2 separate regions of the Mus musculus genome follow, and region 2 is linked to region 1. The links are chromatin contacts, called in public HiChIP or PLAC-seq maps. All regions are on one chromosome and are shown on one strand. Each heading gives the region's core, a stretch centred on a gene start, on an enhancer-like site or on the middle of the called end of the contact. The rest is flanking DNA. Distances are from core to core; before and after follow the strand shown.

Evidence for each region. HiChIP or PLAC-seq counts read pairs in DNA pulled down with a chosen protein or histone mark.
Region 2: a contact with region 1 is called in an H3K4me3 HiChIP or PLAC-seq map of embryonic basal ganglia, with 2.4 times the contacts expected there. The contact joins the promoter of Abl1 here to the enhancer-like site in region 1. A contact is called at or near these places in 9 of 115 datasets of contacts at active chromatin or transcription factors (bone marrow-derived macrophages, cardiomyocytes, embryonic basal ganglia and 4 more) and 1 of 9 other capture datasets (embryonic stem cells).

The regions. Positions count from the first base shown.
Region 1 is chr2:31,497,584-31,502,452 of GRCm38.p6, reverse strand. Ass1 (argininosuccinate synthetase 1) reads right to left here. Exons shown (of 16, transcript NM_007494.3): 10 at 4,216-4,306; 11 at 1,536-1,620; 12 at 901-965. Among named protein-coding and RNA genes, the nearest start is that of Ass1, 30 kb to the right of the region's middle. Within about 2 kb of position 2,467, at least 15 of the 459 cell types and tissues checked have an H3K27ac peak or open chromatin away from gene starts, as enhancers often do. A contact at or near this core is called in embryonic basal ganglia, where this site is marked.
Region 2 is chr2:31,757,897-31,762,765 of GRCm38.p6, reverse strand. It overlaps Abl1 (c-abl oncogene 1, non-receptor tyrosine kinase), which reads right to left and starts at 2,827. Exons shown (of 11, transcript NM_009594.4): 1 at 2,651-2,827. The coding sequence starts at 2,729.

The DNA.
Region 1 (4,869 bases), core at 1,218-3,717:
TAGCTGTTACTGTCCCAAATCAACCATGAAGCAAAGTGATTTGAAGCCCCTACCTGTGTCACTGGTATTTAAACATTCAGGTGCCCCAGTTCAGGGGGCCCTAACTGCCCAAATGATGGGAATGCCCTAAAAACACTCTATTGTTAATAACATACACACACACACACACACACACACACACACACACACACGGGGGGGGGGGGGGGACACGGACGGACTGGCAGGGACCTGGGATGGAAATGCTCAATGGATAGGGAAAGTGAAGAGGAAGAGAATATAGACAGCAAATGACCCAGGACTGAGTGGGAGTCGTGTAAAAACAGAGACAGGCACCTGCCTGGGAATCAACTCTCTCTTACTCTCTCTCATCTCCAAGACAGGAAGGGGATCTGATGGCCCCGTGGTCCCATAATGGCAGCCTAGACCAGCCAAGTGGCAGGCATGCCATAGAAAGGGACTATCTGTCTCTAGCAAGGCTTTGGAGTCATGCCTGAATTGGCCCGTCCTGTTCAGGTTTCTTGTGTATAGCTCACAGCGCCCTCCCTGGCAAGAGTCCCACTCTACTGCGTGCCTGGTGCTAGAAGTGCCTTAATGACCACGAAATTGGCCCTGCATGGTCCGCCTCTTAACCTGACTGGCCCGCCCGTGACACAAGACAGCCTGACCTCCAGGCCGACCTCTCTCCCAGACCCCTCCCAACACTAGAGGCGGCTCCTCTCGAAGCACCCCAAGAAGTCAGTGCAAAGGCCACTGTTCACACTTCATCTCCAGTCCTCACTTCATCGGGGTGTAAGAGAAAGCAAGGGGCAGCCAAGGTGGCCTGGGGTGAAAGGTGACACCCAGGTGGTACAGGAGCTCTGGAAAGTGCCGAAACCAGCCCTGGGTGTCGAATCCACTTACCTCGGGACTTCATTCCAATGAAGCGGTTCTCCACGATGTCAATGCGACCCACTCCGTGCTTGCCCCTGAAAAGAAACACGTCACTTGGACTCAGGTGCTGGCACAAAGCTTGAGGACAGAGGCCACCCACTGAGCAGGTGCCCTTGGCTTGGCTGAAGACCTAACTATGGGCATACTGACTCTCAGGCTCTATGTCTCAGCTCACCTGAGCCAGGAAAACAGGCCCAAGTGGAGAGAAGTGGGTAACCTAAGGCCCTGAAAGAGAACGGATTGTCTGGGTCACCCTGGGTGCTCCGCCCGCTACATCTATACTGGGACTTGCTTGACCCTAACCCTCACTGAGGATTTATCTTTCTTTGTCCTAATGCCTGGCTCAGCCAAAGGCCTGCAGCCCCAGCTGGTCCCACCATAGAAGGTGGTGGTAGCCTTGGAACTTTTGTGTTCATGGTTTGTGGATTTAAACCAATACCAATGCCAAACCAATACCCTCGGCTCAGGGCACTCTATGTCTACAAGGCCAACTGCCAGACCTCCAGGTCATGAACTTTAGCTGTGACCATTAGTCACACAGGCCCAGGCCTGTGCTTGCTTGAGATGGCGGTCCTGGGGGTCGCAGGCAGACTGTGGACACTCACGCAACTTCGTTCAGGTACATGAAGAGTTCCAGGGATGTGGTGCGGGTTGTGCCATCTTTGATGTTGGTCACCTTCACAGGGACCCCTGGGGCAGAGAGGGAGGAGAGTGGGCCTTCAGTCTGGGGCTCAGCAGAGCAGCCTGTGCCCACCACCCCACCCTCTCCCTCCACCCACATCGCCTTAAATGGATGTGACAGACATGGAGTCCGAATGACTCCTTCAAAGCCCTGTGCTGGGGGGAGAGAAGGGGCAAGAAAGCCCCCCAGAATGAAAGAGGAAAATGCAATAAAAACGCTCGCCCCCTCCCTCCCATTCTCTCTGCCCCTTTAGCATTTAGGGGCTGTGAAATTGGAACCAGGCCCTGAACTAATTGAATTTCACGCTTCGCCATTGTCTTACCAGTGAGCACCTTCTGTCCCCACCAGCTACCCAGGGGCCGCCTGGCCGAGGTGCAGCCAGACCCTATGAGTACGCACAGGCGTGTGTGCAAGCGCGAGCATGTGTGCGCGCGCGCGCGCACACACACACACACACACACACACACACACACACACACACACACCCCTAAGTAGCTCTCTGCCATGCTTGACAGGTGGATGTGGGCCTCTCTGCCCCAACCTTGTATCCCAGACCTTCAGAAAGCCACCTGATGGGTGGTGAGCTTAGGGTACCCAAGCTCCAGCAGATAGCCTTGAATTCTGGGATGTGTTGTCTGGGGTGGCAGGAGGGAGACAGCCGAAGCTCAGCCAGAGAAGGGCCGTGTTGAGGGGGGTGGTGGGGAGGGGGCAGTGGGTGGGTTTGGGGTTGACTTTGAATAGCAAGGGGCACTTTCTCGAGCGGTGTGAAATGGGTAATAAATGTATTAGAGGGCTAACAAGAGAGCCGTAACAGTGACAAAGAAAAGCTGTTCAAAGTTGGCGGCTAATCCCCCACCCATCTGCCTGGCTCATTACCATGTAGCGAGCCATCGGGTGCCAATCAGGGCTCAATAGCGGCTTTGGAGTCTTTATTAGCCGGGCTCCGTTTGGAGGGGCTCCGCTCAGGGCGATGACAGCCTCACCATTCTTAACCCCCATTTCCAGGGGTTTTATAACTTGGTTGTAAATTGCTATTAAATGTAAGTCTGCCCAATAATGAACCTTAAGCCCCCTCTCCACCCCCTACCCCTCGCCTCTCTCTTTCTCTCCTTCCCTGGTCCTATTATCTATCACCCAACGCTGGGGCCTTGGATGGGGCCTGCCTGGGAGGAGAGGTTGACATTGTTGGTGCTGCCGCCGGAGAAAGCCTCTTAGCTTTTAAAATAGTTAATAATTAGATTAAAACTTCAAATAAATTAACTAGCGAGTGAATGAGGAGTAGGCTGGGGAGGGGGCCTCCCTCCCTCTTTTCAGAGAGCTGGCTCTTCTTCAACTCTGCCTGGGGCTACCCTGCGCCTCCAGGACAGGCTGTTGGAGGCTTGTGCCCGGGACCCTCTGCCACCTCCAGCTTACCTCCCACCCTCTGCCCTCCCAGCTCCCAGAGGTTTGAGGGTCTCGTGGGAGAAGTCTGCAGTGTGGCCTGGCCCATCCTACCATCTGCTCAGAGTAAAGCCCCAGGGAGACTCCTTGCTCCCAACAGAGGGTTCGAGAGGGGACCCAAGACTTCTACTGTGTCTAGGGTCCCACCAAGGTCTCCTTAGTTCCTAGGTAATGTGACTTGTAAAGTGACACAGCCAAAGAGGCACAAAGATGGCCCTGGCAGGTGGACAGCCCCTTGGGAGAGGCTGTGGGTAGAAAGGCCTGTCCTGGTACCACACCCTCACAGTAGCTTCAAGTTATGCTGGGTACCTGCAAACAGCCTTGTCACAGCCTGTTTTACAGGCATGCACACCTCAGCCCCAGAAAGGTGAAGTTCCACAAGATCATAGCAGCCTCCTCCCTCCCCCCATCACTCTGTCTTTCAATTCTGAGGTACATTGGGGAGCGTCTGAGAGTCTCAGAGACCCTCTTGCTGGCGCCCTGGCCTGGTGTCCACTTTGTGGATGGTCCGCCCAGGTCTGGACTGCCTTATACCTCCTCTCTCTCCTGTCAGACCCCATCTCTCCCTCAGGAAGATTGCTTGTGAGCATCTTTTCCTTGTACCTCCACACTCTCTCTCAGCTGGGTTCTAGTCTGATCACCGGGCATGACTGTGTCCAGTTTCTTCCTCTAGGACAAGAGAGAGGAACCAGAGGGGCAGCAACTTTGAGTCCAGGTAACTGGAGACCCCAGACGGCTAAGTCAGGGCGAGCTAAGCTTAATGAGCAGAGTCTTCAGTGTTCCTAAAGCCAGCTTTGCGGCTGACTTCCTGGTGGCAGCATCTGCCTGGATGCCTTCCCTACAGATCTCCTTGCACACTAGGAAAAGAACAGGTTCCCCCATCCCCAACCCCAGGTTATAAATAGGGAAACTGAGGCTCAAGGAAGTAGAGAATGACTTTCAAAAGCCAGCTACTTTGGGATCCAGTGTTAGCGTATGACACTGCGGCTTGGGAACCCCTCCTCCCAAGGCTCACACTGTTGGGAACTTTCAAAGCCCCTGGAAGCCTCTAGCTTCCAGGAATGCAAGGAGTTAGAGGGCCTGGGCCCAGGAACGCAGAGGAACTGAGAGGAACTGAGACCCTTAAAGCCTACCCCTTTCATTCCTGATAGGTGGGCACATACCTTTTTTGAATTCTATCTCAAGGACATCTGGGCTGTTGGGTGCTTTGGCAGGGTCCTGAGTTTTTGTGTAGAGACCCGGAGGTGCTTGATTCTAAAACAGAAAGAAATAGGACTTGGGACATCATGGGCGACACCAAGCAATACACCTGCTTCCTGCAGGTACTTGACCCTCCTTGCCCCTCTCTACGACCACCAGCCCCTGGCACTTCTCCATCAGCCAGAAGTCCCAATGGACTCCCGGTTCCCAGCCAGCCCAGCCTGCCAGGGGCCCGAGAAACAAAGGGCTCAAGAAATCAGACAATTTTTCCCCTCAACTTGATCTCATCTTTTTCTTTGCCGCCCCCACAGCTGGAGGCAGAATAGCAGGAGAGAAGCAAGTCAGGCAGGAAAGAGTGACTTCCACAGGAGCACAGTACACTGGCTTCCCGGAGCTGCACGCACGCACGCGCGCACACTCGAGTCGGTGCCTGGAATTGGGGTTTATTCTGCACTGACCGCAAAGCTAATGACTGTGCGTGACCCCAGCAGGTGCTCGAGCGGGCCGAGCCGTCCCCGGGGTCCCTGAGGTTAATACTCACGGGGAGAAGAGAGAAGAACAAAGCAAAAACCATTTGAAAACACATCAACCTTTATGTATATTTTTCCTTGGGTGCG
Region 2 (4,869 bases), core at 1,578-4,077, 260 kb before region 1:
AGCCAATTAATTTTCATTAAATACTCTTTCAGAATTTTCTTACAAGTATTTTTATGTTTGCTTAAAAAATGTTCCTGGTCCTGTTGCTTTATGAAAGCAGGTGTATTACTATTACCTGATGCAGAAAGGAAAAGACTGGTACAGTTTAGGCCCTAGCTGGGCATTTCTAAAGACAGTATTGAATGATCCATAGTGTTTTCCACGGGAGAACAATGCCACGGCAGACCAATGATCCATTATTAGCACAGACAGGCTAAGAATGGGCTTTCTGGGCCAGGTGCTGGGGTGCAAGCCTGAAATCCTAGGTGCTCAGCAGGCTGAGGCAAGAAAATGCCAAGTGCAAAGCCTGTCTCTTTACGTTTACAGATTATTGAGTTCACAGCCTGACTGGACAACTTGGCAAGTCCGTCTCAAAATTCAAAAGTTGGCAAGGGCCTATGGGTGTAGTTCAAGGCCCTGGCTTCCAATACCCAACATTCATTCTCTCTCTCTCTCTCTCTCTCTCTCTCTCTCTCTCTCTCTCTCTCTCCCTCCCTCCCTCTCTCTCTCTCTCTCCACCCCCTCTCCCCCTTTCTCTCTCTCTGTGCAATTCCCTGGAGCCAGATAGCACAAGTTCAAATCCTGGGACTACCACCTGCTGATTCTGTCATCTCAGAGATGTCACCTAACCTTTTTTGGTGCCTCAGTTTCTTATCTACAAGATGAGATAATCAGGGCCACCATAAGAAGTCAGAAAGTGAGGGCATGTGGAATGCAGACAATGCTTGGCCCACTAAGGCCATCTAACTGCTGCTGCTGTCTGTGCTGACCAGGCCTTCTCTGCACAGCAGCAGGGAGCATGCATTTGGTAATAATGGAAAATTCACCATACTCAATTCTCTTCCTGGCCTGTGAGGCCCAGGCCTCTGGGTGGGTGTCATGAACTGATTGATTGATTTAGGATGTAAGCAAGAAATGAAGGCCCAGATTACTTCCCCAGATTCTGGCAACAGCTCTCTTCCCCAGAGACAGACAGCACTTCCGTCTTCAAGACATAATTACACCGAGGCTAGCTTGATTCCGTCAGCTACACAACAAGAATTCCGTCTACCTTTTTGAACTCAGTGAACAGAAAGAGCTCCTAGAGAGACACCTTCCTGGAGAAGGCCTACAAAACCCAAGTGAGGACAGCACTCCTTTGGAACTTGGCAATGCTAGAATTCACCTTAAGGATTATGCTGGAATAAGAATGGATTTTTTCCCCCTTCTAAAACAAGAATTAAACCAACAGCTCTGCACTAAATCCCACATTACCCCAGGAACAAGCTGATACCTTAGCAAAGCTGTGACATGCCCCAACTCTGCAGTTACAAAAGTCCATTCATCTCCGCCTCCAGCGGCTCAAAATGGAGATAGTGCCTCTCACTAACTGGATACAGATGGGGAGGAGAAATGTGCGGAGAGTGTGGAGCAACTTGGAAAAAATAAGCAACGCATTAACTGAGGATGATTCTGGCCGCTCAGATGCCAACTCTGGGGACAAATAAACCATCTCCCTCCCTCTAAGTGGTAGGCCCTGAGCTCATGCCATCCACACCAAGCTCCTCTCAGGAATCCAGGCCCTGAAATCCCCGGAGGGGCTGAAATCTTACTGTGACTTATAGCGAAGTCCCTTATACTCCCTTCTAGCAAAGGGAGAACATCCTCTACCCGAGCTGGGCACCTAAGTCTGAGCTGGGTCATGTGGGGCCCTGTAGGTCTTTGAGTCAAAGACTTGGAAGGGGGGTCGGGGAAGCAGGTTAGATATTGAAAAGCCTTCAATTCTTTACAATTCAAAACAGTAGAAATCCAAATTGCTCTGAAGAAAACTTTACATTTTTACTCCTATCTTAACTCTTACATGAAACAGCCAGAAAAGCCAGGGCACCACACATCTGTGAGTGCTTCTGCCCTTCTGAAGAAGGCAGCAGTCCCCACAAAGGTCAGCTATACTCTAACAGGCCTGGCCACAGCCGAGTCCCCAGCACTCACCACTCACCCTTTTCCCTTGCCATCCTTTTAGACCCAAACACTAAAGACAACAGGAAGGAGGCATGGAATTGGAGGAGCAGGGTAAAGCAGGCAAAAGCAACAGGCTCCTGGCTCTAAGTTTATGCAAAGAACAAAACATGAGGGGCTCCCTCACCAAGCATCAAACTGGAAGCTCTCAAAACTCCTGGAAATACAAGCAAAACCATTCTTTCTCTTCTAAAAAGAGACAATCCCCAAGACCTCTTCATGGTCTGCAGAAAGGTGGGGGTGGGGGTGGAAAGTTCACATGAAATTCTGTACCCATAAATGGTAGAGCGGGATCCCTTTGTACGCGGCACTTGGTGTAGGTCCACCTTTGTGACATACAATTCCCAGTTGGCAGTGGAAACACCACAACGTGGGCTCACAAGGACCTTAAGGCCTGTGGCACTGACTTTTTCAAACTTTCTGGGCAGGAGCCACACTATGCGCTTGGGCCCCGCCAGCGCCAAAGCCGCGGCTCTCTCTCTCTTTCTGGAAGTCCGAATGAGCCACCAGCACCCGCAGAGGCCTCAGAGGGAGAAGACTGGGGACCTAGAACACACAGGGCACGGGCGGGCAGGACAGTCCTGGTGGGCCCCGCGCCCAGGCCAGGATTTACCTTCCAGGTAGCAGCTGGAGGACGAAGAGAGCCCCTTCTTGGATTTGCAGCCCACCAACTTCAAACAGATCTCCAACATGGTCCCGTGGCCACGGCGAAGGCCCCACCACCCCGGGCCCCCAGCCCCGCCAGGCCGCGCTCCCAGCAGGCCCGCGCCCAGGCCCGCGTCCCGCCTCCCGCCTCCCGCCTAGGCCGGTAACAAAGGGCCCAGCGCCCCGCCCCAGCCGTCCCTTAACCCCTTCCAGGCCAAGGGAAGGCTCCACGCCCTCCCCAGCTGCGTAGCTGCGCTGGCGTAGCCCCTGCCCCTGCCGCGTGTCCGGGAAGGTCGGTGGAAATGCAAATTCCTCTCAAGTTACCAGGACTGGTCTCGGGGAGCGACTGTGATTAAACCTAAAGTGGGTATCTGAGGAATGTGAACAGTCAGGGCTGGAACCCACAGGAATACCGAATACCGGACGCGGGTCCAACCACCCATTTAGACCTGGAGTTGTGAGTTTAAGCTTAGGGAAATGTCTCTATGGTGCGTGTTCATTGTGGGCTGGAATGGCGGTCCTTCCTGACCTCATTTTTACAAGAATTTCCCCTGTTTTTGGTGCCACAGGTAATGTTTGAATCCATTTCACGGTGAGTTTTTGTTTTCCTAAACGCTAGCTCGAGGTTACCAACAAGATTTTAACTAAGCAATGGTCACAGCAGTGGACTACTGGCACTAAGTTGGTGGGAAACAAGGACCCCAACTACAACAAATCTAATAAAAACTCACCCAAGTTCCAATGACAAGGGAAAAATAAACTTATGAAATAATGTCACATAACTAAAAGTCTGGTCCCCATCCTTGCACTTGAAGAGCTGACTGTCCCAGGATGGTTCTCTGAGAAGTGCTCCATGTGCCTTGGTACCCAGAGGGTGCGTGCACCTAATCCTGTGAGGAAAGTTATATCATGACCCAGATTCTTCATGTGAGAACAGACACTCCAGAAGGTCACATGGTGGAAACCAGAAGACTCAACTCAGTCAGGGTCTGCCTGGTTCCAAAGTTTGGTCTCTTGGCTTCTAAGCAGACTGTACCGGATAGCTAGATCCATGACAAAAGTTATCACCTGCCGGGCGTGGTGGCCCACGCCTTTAATCCCAGCACTCAGAAGGCAGAGGCAGGTGGATCTCTGAGTTCGAGGCCAGCCTGGTCTACAGAGTGAGTTCCAGGACAGCCAGGGCTATACAGAGAAACCCTGTCTCGAAAAGCAAAAGAAAAAAAAAAAAAAAACAGTGCCATGACTGTGCCTGTGACAGGCCTCTCAGCCAGGATGTCACACACTTTTCGTGCTAATCAACCCAAAAATGTGTCTGTGCCAAAAATGTGTCTGAAGCCAAGTGGACCTACTTTGCTGCCAGAACAGGCCTCACAAGTACCCAGGGGACTTTCAGAACTCACGCCATTCAATCTCCTGGAGAAAAGGACCAGAGTGCCCAGGAGGCAAGGGTACCAACTGGATACTTTCCTGATCCTGGGAGACCATTTTCTGTGAGAGCCCACATGCTGACTAGCGCTGTCTTGATCCTGCCAACCTCTCCATGATTCCATGATGCCGACCGTAACACTGAGGGGGTGCCACCAGTACACAAATGATGCCGACCGTAACACTGAGGGGTGCCACCAGTACACAAATGCTGCCGACCGTAACACTGAGGGGTGCCACCAGTACACAAATGATGCCGACCGTAACACTGAGGGGTGCCACCAGTACACAAATGATGCCGACCGTAACACTGAGAGGGTGCCACCAGTACACAAATGCTGCCGACCGTAACACTGAGGGGTGCCACCAGTACACAAATGCTGCCGACCGTAACACTGAGGGGTGCCACCAGTACACAAATGATGCCGACTGTAACACTGAGGGGGTGCCACCAGTACACAAATGATGCCAACTGTAACACTGAGGGGTGCCACCAGTACACAAATGCTGCGGTGCTGCCTGCTCTGCTGCCATTCACAAAGTTCAAGGGTCAGATTATAATGAAGTCAATCATACAGCATATCAGATCACAGGGTTACATACAGATTGACAGCTTAATGCCAAGAACTACACATTAAAAGGCATTTTGAAATTCTAACCACATCCTTGAATACTCTTTAATACAAGTCAGACATTTATTCACATGTGCTGGACTTCACGATAGGATGTAAGCTTGTTTTTAAAAGCTAATGACAACGACTA